2 separate regions of the Sus scrofa genome follow, and region 2 is linked to region 1. Evidence: chromatin contacts called from public Hi-C data. All regions are on one chromosome and are shown on one strand. Each heading gives the region's core, a stretch centred on a gene start, on an enhancer-like site or on the middle of the called end of the contact. The rest is flanking DNA. Distances are from core to core; before and after follow the strand shown. Region 1 holds the start of TOMM40L (mitochondrial import receptor subunit TOM40B). Region 2 holds the start of USF1 (upstream transcription factor 1).

Region 1 (7,008 bases), core at 4,145-6,644:
CTTGAGCCACTCCCACGGCATATGGAGTTCCCAGGCTAGGAGTCCAATCGGAGCTGTAGCCACCGGCCTATGCCAGAGCCACAGCAATGCGGGATCTGAGCCGCGTCTGCAACCTACATCACAGGTCACGGCAACGCCGGATCATTAACCCATTGAGCAAGGGCAGGGACCGAACCCGCAACCTCATGGTTCCTAGTCAGATTCGTTAACCACTGCGCCACGTTGGGAACTCCTATTTTTTATTTTTTTATTTTTATTTTTATTTTGTCTTTTTAGGGCTGTACTCACAGCATATAGAGATTCCCAGGCTAGGGGTCTAATCGGAGCTGTTGCGGCCGGCCTACACCATAGCCACAGCAACGCCAGATCCAAGCCACGTCTGTGACCTACACCACAACTCACGGCAATGCCAGATCCTTAACCCACTGAGCAAGGCCAGGGATCGATCCCGCAACCTCATGGTTCCTAGTCGATTCGTTTCCGCTGCGCCACAACGAGAACTCCTCCCATTCTATTTTGATTCAATCCAGGTATCACAGCTACCAGAATTTCCCAAGTCCCTCATGTCCACCAAATTGGAGATCTGTCAGGCCTTTTATTTATTTATTTTTCATTTTTTGCTTTTTAGGGCCACACCTGCAGCATATGGAAGTTTCCAGGCTAGGAGTCGAATCAGAGCTGCAGCTGCTGGCCTATATCATAGCCACAGCAACGCCTGTTACAAGCAGTGTCCTCGGCCTATACCTCAGCTCATGGCAATGCCGGTTCCCCAACCCATTGGGTGAGGCCAAGGATGGAACCCACATTCTCATGAATACTAGTCAGATTCATTTCTGCTGAGCCATGATGGGAACTCCTGTCAGGCCTTTAACTGGCTATTATGTCTACTAGTTCCAGGTTCTAAGATGACTACCAGAACAGGCCAGTTCTGTGAACTGCACCCAGATAATAGAGGGAAAGAGGCTGAGAATGTGTGTTTCCCAGGCAGAGGGTCTAGCTGAGAAATTCCAAATGGAAGAATTAGAGCACCTTCAGGGATAGAAGTGAACCCAGGCCTTTTACTGCAGGACGTGAGGGAAGCACTGTGCTCCCCTGGCTCAGAAGGGAAGGGAGGGGCCTTGGGTGACACCTCTGGGCTCATTTTGGGGATGCTTTCTCCTCTTCATGGTGTGATAGAGGAAATTCTGAAGGGTGCCCTCATTTCCCGTGACCTCCAGGCGTCTAGGGATTTAGTTCATGAATCTTTCATGCCTTTCCATGTCCAAGGCTCTTTAATCTCTCCTGCAGGGCCTTTCCCAGGCCTGTAGGAAGATTTCTTGGGTTTGAAGAAGATTCACAAGCACCCTCACCCTGTCATTTCCAGCATTTATCTCTTCAACCTTTTCTCCACCCGTTTGCAACAAAATCCCTCTCCTGTTAGAAGCAGATTTCTCTTGGAGTTCCCGTGATGGCTCAGCAGAAATGAATTTGACTAGCATCTATGAGGACGCAGGTTAGATCCCTTGCCTTGCTCAGTGGGTTAAGGATCCAGTCTTGCCCTGAGCTGCAGTGTAGGTCATAGACTTGGCTCAGATCTGGTATTGCTGTGGCTGTGGCATAGGCTGGCAGCTACAGGTCTGATCTGAGCTGGGGACCTGGAAACCTCCATATGCTGCAGATGCCACCCTAAAAAGACAAAAAAAAAAAAAAAAAGATTTCTTTTTATTCTTCCTCCTATTCCTCCACACTACCCCCAGTTTTCCTAGTCTCTCAAACATTCCATGCCCACAACTTGACTCTTTCAATATTTATTGTAGAAAACAAGGAGTGGGTAGGGAGAGGAGCTCTAGGTCTTTCCAGCGGATGTTCCAGGAGCCAGCTGGGGATGGAAGACAGTGGTCTGGACACCTCACTGGGCAGTAGGCTGAGTTTTGAGGCCAATGAAACTGCTCAAGAAGTTAAAGATATCAGTTCCAGCCTTCTTGACCAAGGGTGTCAGCTGCTCCTGTGTCTTCTCAAAGTAAGTCCTGGATGTGTGAGACATTAGAGTTAGTGTGAGGGACTGGCAGGGGCCTTCTTGGTGGTGGGGTGAGACCCAAGTGACCAAATTCTAGTGCCTGGTCTCTCCTGGCATGGCAAAGCTCTTAGGAGGAGAGGCAAGCCCTCTACCAGGCAGAGGAACAGACTCTAGAGATAGAAATTCAAAGCCCAGTTCATGCTGCCCCTCTCTGTCCAAAAGGTCCATTGGATTTAGGGGGAGATGAGGAAATTTTCTTTCCTTTTCTTTCTTTCTTTCGTTCGTTCGTTCGTCCTTCCTTCCTTCCTTCCTTCCTTCCTTTCTTTCTTTGTCTTTTGTCCTTTTAGGGCTGCACCCGAGGCATATGGAGGTTCCCAGGCTAGGGGTCTAATCAGAGTTGAAGCCACCGGGCTACACCAGATCCGAGCCAAGAATGTGAACTATACCACAGCTCAAGGCAACGCTGGATCCTTAACGCACTGAGCAAGGCTAGAGATCAAACCTACAACCTGATGGTTCCTAGTTGGATTTGTTTCCACTGTGCCACAATGAGAACTCTGGAATTTTCTTTCTAATTTAAACCTCATCCTCCCTAACCCCCATCCCTGAGCTCAATCTTCTGTGGGACCTTGGAGCTTCCCCTCTTTCTCTCCCCAGCCCCTGGTCCTTGAACCCCTTTTGCTGAGACTTACTTGGCCTGAGTTTGAAGTTCTGAGCCCTTGGCCTTCTCTATCAGGTCCTTGCCAAAGTCAGTCACGGTCTGGAGGTACTGAGAGACCAGGCTCTGCAGACACGGCTCCTCTGCCTGTCTCCGAACCAAAGCCCCTGCGTGTACATAGAAATACGCACACACACAAACACACATGTCTTGTCAGCTGGGTCCCCAACTATGAGGCCCACGTCTCTGCCAGTATTCAGCCCCAGCTCTCAGCCCCCTCCCCAAACAGGTATCCAGCTCCAGGTCTTTGGATGGGCTTTATGGGCTTTAGCGAGGGCATGATTTTCCTTGTAAGCGCTTCAGTTGTCAGACCTGGGCATAGGCTCACAGACAGATGGACAGCTAGGACCCAAGCAGTTTTTTTCCGCCTTGGGATCCCTCTCCATAGCACACTCACCTTCAAGGCTACAGATAGTGAAGAGCAGCACAGCTATGGCAAGCAGCTTCATGGTGTTAATGGTGGGAAAAGTGGCCTGCGAACAGTTGGGCACAGGGGAGGATCATGAAGCTGAATTGACTTCAGCCCCTCCCCAGGGACCACCTTGCCTAGATGTCCACACCAACCTGATTCCCTCCCTTTCCACAATTAAATCCCGGTCCTCTTTGGATGCTGCCCACACCTCTTGCTCCCTTACGGTACCTGTCAGTGTCGCTGTCCTTGCCGAATGTGCCTGGCCTGGCTGGGGAGGAGCTATATATCTGTCTGCTTCCCCACCCCCCTCTCAGGTAACAAGGACTTTGGAGGGGCCCAGTGAGGCAAGAACTATATTGGAGTAAACAAATTGGAAACATGGGGGAGGAGAGGATAAGAACATGGGGGACTCAGGATGAAGGGGTGGGAGGCAGGAGTGGAGGCCAAAGTGGGTGTCAAAGGGATACACTTTAGGTCTATTCAAGATTCATGCCTCTGGGGCCTGGGGCCAATAGTCCTTGGATTTGAATGCTTTAGGAAGCAGGATTTCTGTTTTTGTTTTTGTTTTTGTTTTTTCCTAGAAAACTCCGACATATCAAGCCCATAGCCCTTGCCATCTTTGTCCCTTCATGGGTAGATATCATCTCCCAAGCCTACCTCCCTTCACTGCAACTTGGCGGAGAGGTTATTGGGGAACAGAAGAAAGGACATGAAATCAGGGGCAGGAGTGAGGGGAATGTAGGTTAGGGGAAGAAGGGTTAGGTTCAGAGGGCAGGTATGATTGACTCTGTCCCTTTTTGAGTTAATGTGTAATGAATGAGAAGGGGAGAAAACAGAGCCCAGAATGACCTTCCTGAGAGCTGATCAGAGAGCACAGCCCACCCCCAATAAAACAAATTCAGAAAGCAGCCTCTTCCCTGCCCCTGAATTGGCGTGTTCTGGAGGAAAAATGAATGAAAGGCTTCTACCAAGGATAAAGGTTGAAGGTCTCTGGGCATTGGATCCCCTTATCAGTTCTAGGCGGTGGTCAGTCAGTATGAGTCAGCAGGGGCCATAGTATCCTGACCAAGGCCCCCGGCCCTAATCCCTGGACTGATTGTGAGGGAGGGCAGAGGTGCATTCCCCAGGCCTACGGCTTTTGGGTGAAATCAGCTCAACAGATATCAGAAGCATTTGTATCTTTCATCCTTTTGCCCTCAGACGTGTATGTAGAACATTCCTGAGAGATGGGAGTGGTAATGTAAGAGATAGTGAGGGAGGCAACAGGAACCCAAGAGATTTTATTCCATTTTCAACTATTCTCCTGTGGAGCACTTAGAACTTTTTTTTTCTTTTTGCCTTTTCTAGGGCCGCTCCCGTGGCATATGGAAGCTCCCAGGTTAGGGGTCTAATCAGAGCTGTAGCCACCGGCCTACGCCAAAGCCATAGCAACGTGGGATCCACAGCAATGTGGGATCCCTGCTGCTTCTGCAACCTACACCACAGCTCACAGCAACACCAGATCCTTAACCCACTGAGCAAGGCCAGGGATTGAACTGGCAACCTCACAGTTCCTAGTCGGATTCGTTAACCACTGAGCCACTACGGGAACTCTGAGCACTTAGTACTTGAAGGGCACTCCATTGACTTGTCCCTGGCTTTGGAGTGGAGTGCATTTGAGGGCAGGAGTCCACATGCCTAGATTTTATTTGCCAGCTCTGCCTAGGGACTCAGGGAAGGGCCAGTTCTTTCAGGGAACAGAGCTAAGGCTGCATCCCATGCTCCTCTACCCCAAACTCTCACACCCATTTCCATTCTACCGAGAGGTGAACTTTGAGAGGCGTGGACCTCCAGGGAGGGAAGTGTGGGTCCATTTTCCTAGGGAGAGCTGTATTTGTGACTCGAAGTCATCTGAAGGTGTACTGTGCGCTATGAAGGACTTTGAGGAAGAGTCCCCAGGGGTTCTGGGGGTGTATGTAGTGGGGGCACCTAGGAGTTACATGAAGCAATGTTCAAAAATGTTTTCACAGTGGTTCCCCCAGCCATACTTCACAAAACGTGTCTTCAGGTTAGATGGTGCAGGGATCTTTAGTGGCTCAAGCTCCAAGATGCTCCCTCTAGTGTCTTGCATGCTCAAAGATTCTTTCCGACCTTGGAGAGGCAGGGCGATCTAAGGCCATCTACTTGAGTAAGTCTAAGAAGCCACCAATCAAGCTCCGCCTGTCTCTGCAGTGCCGGGGTTGGAGCTTTCTGAATGTGAGGTCTGTCTTTCCTTTGTTTCCTCTTCTCCCATTGGCTTGTGGTCAGCAGCCAGGCAGTTTTTTTTTTTTTTTTAAATAGATTGGGCGGAGCCCAATATAGGGAGGATTAGGAAATCTTTTTTTTTTTCGCCCGGTTCCAAGATGGCGCCCATGACCACGCTGGGAATGCAGCGTGAAGCCGCAGTTATGCCATCACTCAAGATGGCTGCCCCCATCAAGATGACCGGGGTGTGTCGGGGGGAAAGGGGCAGCATGAAGGTCTGAGACGGTAAGGGTTATTGCTCCACCGCAAGCCTCGCCTTGGGGCCTGGGAATGAAGAGTAGAAAGACTAGGAAACTGGGTGAGCTCTGTGGTGGAGGCAAGAATTAGAGCGGGGGGGAGGGTACAGGGGTGACAGGTGGGGTGAGGAATTAAAAATGGGATGGGAGTGTGCTTGGGGTTCAAACTCCCCACCAGTGCCTTCTCCCACCTACTCTTCTTGTTCCAGGTCTAGCGTCGGACCATGTGGAAGTTTCTGGGATTAGGGAGCCAGATAATGGGGGGTGGGGCCCGTGGTGGGTAGCGGGAGCAATAGCGTCCTTTCCCAGGCGAACCCCGGCTCCCCTCCCCTCTCCTCTGGACTGAAATGGGGAACACATTGGGCCTGGCACCGATGGGCGCTTTGCCCCGCCGGAGCCCCCGTCGAGAGGAACCTCTCCCCAACCCTGGGAGCTTCGATGAGTTGCACCGGCTATGCAAAGGTGAGAACTTGGCATTTGGACGCCTCAGGTTGAAGAGGCAGAGAAGGGGAGGGAAATGCTGGGTGTCCAGTGATGGGAGCAGAAAAGAGGATGTCACAGCTGGGGTATGCAGCCTCAGGGAGGATCAGGTGCCCCAATGGAGGGGAGCATTTCCTGTTGCAGCACTTGAAAGGAGGTCAATTCCTCCAAATCACTGTCTATGGGATTGAAAGGGGAGACTACTTCGTGGGTTGGAGGTTCCTTGTCTGTGCTTATTCCTTCCCTTCCCCCCCTCCCCTCCACTCCCTTCAGATGTATTCCCAGCACAGATGGAGGGAGTGAAGCTCGTTGTCAACAAGGTTCTGAGCAGCCATTTCCAGGTGCTCCCACTTCTCTGGCCCCTCCTTACTACTCCTCCCTTCCTGTCCCTGGACCCTCTTCTTTCCTTTGTACCCCAGTTTTAGGCAGGCTATATGGGACAAAAGAGGGAGGATATGGGGGCTCTACTTCCTTTGCCTGTGGGACTTGTTGCTTTTAATCTGATGACCCGCTGCATATGTTGGAATGTATGGGTTTCTTAAAAGACCCGCTGGATGGGGAGAAGATGAAGGGTGGGATGGGGGATTGAAATGGAGCAGGAATGTTCTCTCTTCCACTGACTTTTCTTTCTTCAGGTGGCTCACACTGTGCATATGAGTGCTCTGGGTTTGCCCGGCTATCACCTCCATGCGGCCTATGCAGGGGACTGGCAACTTAGCCCCACTGAGGTGAGGGCTCCACACACCTGGGTTATCCCCGAAAAGCCCAGTTGGGACCCAGGTGTAGAGGAGGAGGAAATGTGTGTGTTCTGGGGAAGAATAGGTAGGGCACCTCCTCTGTGTTTCTGCTGAATGGGAGAGGGTAGAAAACATTTCTGTGATGT
Region 2 (6,331 bases), core at 1,631-4,130, 160 kb before region 1:
CATTTTCAGTTCGGAAGACGTACTTGACGTTGGGGTCAGGGAAAGTGGCAGCTGACTGGATGCTGGCAATTGCCACACTGGTTGGGTCCTCCCCAGTTGCCACCGCACCTGAATTAAAAGGAAAAGTCTGTGAGTTACTGCCTTTTCCTCTCTGTTCCACCTACGTGTCATTTAGAAGAAGGTTACACAAGTGATGGGCCCATGGGGTGGGGGAGAGGCCCCAGTGGGCTCTTGGTCTTAGCTCAGTTCTGTTTCTCCCACTTACCTTCCTGAATCTGCACTGTCCCCTCTTCCGTTTCAGCTGTTTTCTGCTGCCTGTTTGTGAGGGGACAAAAAAATATGGGAAAAAGTGAATGAAAAGCTCACTGGCCCAATAACATATGGCTCCCAAACTCACTGGCACTCCCAGCAGATGCTCGGTTAGGTCAGAATAACAAGAGCTAGTATTTATTTAGTGCTGAGCTAAGCACTTAACAGGCAATATCTTACTTAGTACTAAGAACAGCACTGTGTGGTAGGTAGCACTGCCTGCATTTTATAAACAGGAAACCAGATCACATAGCTAGGTGATGGAGCTGGGACCTAAATCTAGGTCTGCCTGACTCCAGAATCAGTGCTCTTAGCCATTTTGCATTCTCCCAGGCCTCCCAAACCAGACCCTACCTCTTCTTCACTCACCCCTTCATCTCTCTGTGAGGGGGCACATCCGAGGAACTGGTCCTTCTTTGGAAGTCTTCGTATCTCCTGCCTCACAGGCCTGAGTGCTAAGTCCTGGTAGAAATCAGGAAGTCTAGTGAGTCTAAGAAACTGGAAGTCTCCTCTTTCTAGAACTAGGCTCCATGAAGACACATCCAGGAACATAAACCAATCATCTGCAGGGGACAATCAGCTTTCTCCATTCTGATGCTGAAGACTGTCTACAGTGACTGAAAGAGCAATTATATGAATAGTGTTTCTCGCCCCTCCAATTATCACTCCAACTCCTGATGGAGAAGAGATAATTATACTGAAAGACTAAGAAATAACGTATTTCTGGATGGATTATTATTAAAGCTATCATGATCTGCCATGACATGGAGATTAGAAGGACCATGTTTAGACCACAGCTATCAAAAAACACAAGGTCTTGGATGTTGATGCTTCTTCCCACTTCTCAAGCATATATTGTACATCAAGAAATTCCTGTCCTCAAATCTAAGAAAGGGAAACCTGAACCCACTGGAGAACCTCCAGAACCATAAAAGACCAGATTTGGCCCTTGGGCATCATTCTACTGACAGGGCTCTTGTTTTGGGAGTCCAGATTTACCTCATTCATTAAAGACCCTAAAGCCCAAGTGTATCCTCTTCAAGCCCCTTCTATTTTATTCACTAAGCCTTCCTGTAGAACAACACAGTTGCTAAAATGTTGCCATGACAACTCCAAATCAACCAAGCCTCAGCAAGAAGAGGGAAACTCCAGGTTCAGGGTTTGGAAGAAGAGATAATGGAGGAAGAATCCATCTAAGAGGTGCCTGCCTTACAACCCTGACACTGAAGTTCTCTTGCGGCACAGCGGTAAGGATCCAGCAGCAGTTGTCACTGCAGTGGCCTGGGCTGCTGCTGCGGTGCGGGTTCAACTCCCGTCCTGGGAACTTCCACATGCCCGCCCCCACCCCCTGCTAGGCCAAAAGAAAAAAAAAAAAAAAAAAAAAAAAGACCCTGACACCCAGTGGGGGTAAGTGAGGGTGGCGGCGGCAGGAAAAACAAAGGGCTGAGAAGACAGATGCCTCTAGAAAGAAATAGCAATATAGTACAAAGCAATAAGTAATCCCGACAGGAAAGGGGTAAGATTTTTTTAAGTTCTCTACCTGTAAGGGTCTCCCAAACCTTTATCTTCAGCGGTTAAGTCATGGAAAGCCCATATCCAAAGTGTTCACAAAAAAGAAAAAAAAAGGAACTGAAAATGAAACTGTCCGGAGCAAGTAGCGCTGCAATTAAGATCCGGTCCCTAAGGGGGAAGTAGCACCAGTATTTCGGGACCACCTACCTCTCCATCCTCGAACGTACGGAGGAAGTGCCCCTCTGAAGCTTGCTGCGCTGACAGCAGAAGGAAGCAATGAAACAAGAGGGCAGGGCAGAGGAGGCGTCTCTATGGCCCACAGCTGTCAGCCGGGGCAGCCTCTGAGGACGCCCAGCAACGGGGTCAAGATACTTATTCAAATCTTAGTAGGGCATCCAGAAGCATTTCCTGAGCGTTAGGGGTATGCGACAGGAAAGTGGGATAGGATGTCGTAGCGTGCACGCTCAGGCAAAGGGGGGGGGGGGAGAGCCCTGGCTAAGTCTGGACACAAAGGGAAAATAATCAAGTCCCCAAAGAAGGCTGGCGCCTAGACCTTGCCTGAGAATGCGGCGTCTCCCTGCAGGCCCATCAAGCAGTAGGCGCTTAAGAGCTGAGCGCCGGTCGGGCGCGAGCCCAGGAGCCCGCGCCGTGACCCGTCCAGCCCGGCCCGTCACATCCCGAGACCCCGCTGCTCCGCAGAGGCAGGAATTGAGGCCGGGGGTTCAGCGGATCCCGTGGTCTTGGCCCCGCGGCCCGCGGCTGCCATCGAAGGAGAGCGCGCCCGGGGGCGGGGAGTGAGTTCGGCCCACAAAAGGGGGTAGGAGATAAAGATCAGGCACGGCCCCCTCCCTCCAAACAAAAGCTTCCGCCCCAGGAGTTTCTGGACCTAAAAAACGGAAATAAAATCGAAGCTGCTCTCCCCCGCCTGCCCACCCAGTCTCCAGACTCTCGTCGGGTCCTGCACTCACCAGCCAAGGCCGCCGCAGGCTCCTATTTCCCTGGACCGAGTTCTCCCTCTCTCGACTCGGGTAGCTCCTTGGACAGCTGATCATGCGCACTACCGGCTCACAGCCATGTTGGTGAGGGGCGGAAGTGTCTCCTCCCGTCCGCCCAGCCTACACAGCCTCTGTGCTGCCCCACTTCCGTTCGCTCCATCTTGCCGGGGGCTGAAGGATGCGAGCGTGTTGGAGGTGTTGCTGGGGTGGGGAAGAAGCCACGACCGGGGATCCTTGGAGAATGACACTGAAGTCCTAGTCGCTCTAGCAAGGACGGAAGAAAGACGACTAACTTGGTGCTACTATTTTTCTGCTGGACAGGGCCTTTTTAGCTCCAGGAGAAGGGCGTGAGAGAGGCCAGCTTGGATCAAGCGAGGGACATCGGATGGAGGCGCCATCTTTAACAAGGGCTCTTTGGGAGGCCATCTTGGATCAGTATACCTGTTTGTGGTTGCTTATTAGACATTAGGACATAGCTGGTATAAATAGATCTGGATATACTTATTTGTATTAGGGTTAGAAGGCACCTAAAGACCCTCCAGGGCTTCCAGTTTTTGAGAGGCTCACAGTTTCTGGGAGAGGCATCTTGATTCCCATTCTTTTTCAGTCAAGACCTACCCTCAAGTTGCGGGGGCGGTAATGAGACGAGTTCAGAGCCTGGAGCCAGACAAACTCGGGTCTCAGACCTAACTCTGCCACTTCTTGGCTCTGAAACCTTTGGCAAACCTTTTGACTTAATTTAGTTTCCTCATCTGTGAAATGGATTTACCTGTACCAACCTTTTAGAATTATTAAGTGGATTCAGAAAAATCAGGAGCATAGACTATGTGCACATAGAATACCTAGCCTTTACTGGCACATAATGAGCATTATGCAAATATAAGTTTCTCTTCCGCATTTCCTGACCACCATGAACCCAGCTCTAGTTTCCAGCCGCAGGTCTCTATGGCAACAACTGAGGAAGAGCACCCAAACAATAAAAGCAGAAAAGACAACGAATGGTCAAATATTTGAAAATATGATACCTGTCACTCAAGACTTTAATAAGAGTAATGAAACTCCACACTATTTACGTGTAAAAATACAACTTTTATTATGAGACATTGCCCCTTGGGATTCGTGGCCCCCAGCCTATCCAGACAAGTAGTCCCAGGGTGTAAGTGACATCATTCCCCTTCCCTGAAATAGGAAGTTATTCCGAAGGGAAAAGAAGAGGGCAGAGAGATCTGTACAAGACCTCTCTGTCTTGAGATGCAGGGAGGCAGAAAGTAGGGGAGCTAGGAAGGGAGCCTGTCCCTCCAACAAATACTACAGGGTTCAAAAAGTTTCTTGGACATGTTCCTCCTAAGCTGAGGAGCAGGAGGCGTTTAACAGCCCCAAAGTAGAACAAGGATGGGTAACTCTAGAAGTGTTTGTGTATAATAAGCTCCGATATGGCCCTGACCTCTGCCTTTACCCTGGACTTCCATGAAGAGAAGTTCATTGCCTCAGAGGATGGCAGGAACTTGGCTGGAGTTCCCCCGTCATTCTTCACTTTGAGAAACCTGTAAGTTTTTCTACCTACTCTTTGTTCCCTTTGGCCAATGACCCCACTCTCTGGGAACAGGATCTTGGTGACTCTTTCTGGAATCTCCTAAGGGATAAGTGCTTTGTGTCTGAGACAAGCTCAAGTAAACAGAGATAGTGCCTCTCACAGTCAAAGAGAAACTGGAGGGCCAAAACCTATAGGGTTGGGCACTACAGCTACTCAGGCTGCAGAAGAGACAGCTTCAGAAACCACGGAGTTTCAAGACAACTACTGTCCTCTTTGCCCTGTGGTCTGGTCCTAATCACAGTCCCTTCCCTTTCCCAGAGTTAGCCTGTGTTTCAAATGCATATGATCGGCGCTGGGGAGGCGCAAGGGGGTCAGGGAGCTGAGGTTCTTTAGGGGGCAGACTAAGCCGACTCCGGGATCCAGACCCTTCTGTGCCTTCAGCTGGGAGCTCCAGGCAGCTAAGGGGCCTAGAAGAATGGGCAGGGATCGTGCTATAGGGGGAGGTTTTAGGGATGAGGCTGTAGTCCCCAGCCCCAGTACAGGTCTGGGTCCGCCGAACGCTCTGAACTTCAGTCCTCTGGCGGTCCCGGGCCAGGGCAACAGCAGCATCAAAGGAAAGACTGCCCCCATTCCTCCAAGAGGAGCGGGAAGCTCTGGTACCCCAGGCCCTTTCCCCAGGAGTCCCATCAAGCCGGCCAGGCCTCGGGCATGGGTTTGCTGGTGCCACGTGGATCTTGCCACACATTGCAGTGGGCATTCTGGCAAACTGTGGTTTGGGAGGCACCACAGGCACAGAGCGGACCTGTTGGACCTGAACCAGGGTGGAAGCCAGGCGCATGCCCACACCACCAGCCGCGCCAAGGGGACTCGGCTGCCCCTCAGGCTCCATCTCCTCTGACTGGGGTGGCTGTGGGGCTGCCTGGTCTGTCTCAGTGGACTGGGCACTGCCCTCTCTGGCACTGTCAACCTCCAAAGACTCTATATCTGACCCGTCAGGGAGGGAGCCCTCTTCTAAATGGTCACTTGCAGCCCTCTGGTCTCCCTCAGCTTCTCCATCTCCAGTCTCCTGTTCCTGACTGACCTCCCCTGCTCTTCCTTCAGCTGCTGCTTCTGGGATTCTGCTGTCTTCACCATCTCCTTGATCTTCTCTTGTCTCTTGGTCCTCATTCCCCCTCTGTCCTTTGACCTCATCTTCTCTTTCAGCCTCTTCTTTGTGTACAACCTCCCAGCTCTCCCCAGCAATTTGCTTTTCCTGGGCGCCATGCTCTGGCTCCCTTCTGGCTTCTACTTGAGCTTCATCTCCTTCCTCAGCTTCGTCCTCTCTCTCAGTATTTCTTTCCTTCTCCTTGTCCTTACCCTGCTCTACTCCTGTTTCCTCCACACCTTTAACTTCCTCCTTACTCTCATCCTCCTCCTGACCTTTGGACTCTTCTTCCTTGGCCTCTGTGTCCTCTGTCTCTTCTCCACCTCCTTCCCTCAAACTGTCAATCACCTTTTGGCTTCCCTCAGGCTCCACTCCTTCCTCACTGGCCTCTTCACCCTCCACCTCGGTCTTTGGTCTCCTCTCAGCCTCCTCCCTGATGTCCCATCTGCTTCCAGGCTCAGCCTCCTTGCCCTCCCTATCTTCCTGGAATGCCTGCTCTCCGTCACCCTGTCCTGGAGCCTCCTGTCTTCCACACCCTGCTACCTTTTCCTCTAGACTGCCTGGACCCTCCCAGGTCAGGGGTTTGGGCCCCAGAAGGGGACTTAGGTCATCATAGGCACTCAGGAAGACTTCTTCCCCACTTTCTTCCTCTGCTTCAGGCCTGGGTTCAGGAGAGTCCAGGGAGCAGCAGCTGGGAGCCAGGACAAACTGCGCCTCATCCAGAGACAGGTCATCCAAGGGTGGTTCCACAGAGAATTCCTCCACCTGTAAACACCGTATTGTGGCTCAGGACCAGGTGGCCCTGTCCAAACCTCGGGATTCCTTACCACCCCCAAA

Evidence for each region. Hi-C and Micro-C count contacts between places; a contact is called where the count stands out from the background.
Region 2: a contact with region 1 is called in a Hi-C map of skeletal muscle, with 9 times the contacts expected there. The contact joins the promoter of USF1 here to the promoter of TOMM40L in region 1. A contact is called at or near these places in 1 of 47 Hi-C or Micro-C datasets (skeletal muscle) and 1 of 2 datasets of contacts at active chromatin or transcription factors (alveolar macrophages).

Annotation. Positions count from the first base shown.
Region 1 is chr4:89,233,890-89,240,897 of Sscrofa11.1, reverse strand. TOMM40L (mitochondrial import receptor subunit TOM40B) reads left to right here and starts at 5,394. Exons shown (of 10, transcript XM_003125660.4): 1 at 5,394-5,634; 2 at 5,855-6,107; 3 at 6,399-6,466; 4 at 6,761-6,853. The coding sequence starts at 5,993. APOA2 (apolipoprotein A2) reads right to left here and starts at 3,384. Exons shown (of 4, transcript NM_001186294.1): 1 at 3,355-3,384; 2 at 3,112-3,187; 3 at 2,689-2,821; 4 at 1,772-2,006. The coding sequence starts at 3,163. The coding sequence ends at 1,889.
Region 2 is chr4:89,391,744-89,398,074 of Sscrofa11.1, reverse strand. USF1 (upstream transcription factor 1) reads right to left here and starts at 2,880. Exons shown (of 11, transcript NM_001190245.1): 1 at 2,790-2,880; 2 at 679-771; 3 at 266-315; 4 at 1-108. The coding sequence starts at 686. It overlaps ARHGAP30 (rho GTPase-activating protein 30), which reads right to left. Exons shown (of 11, transcript XM_021089545.1): 11 at 3,885-6,259. The coding sequence ends at 4,646.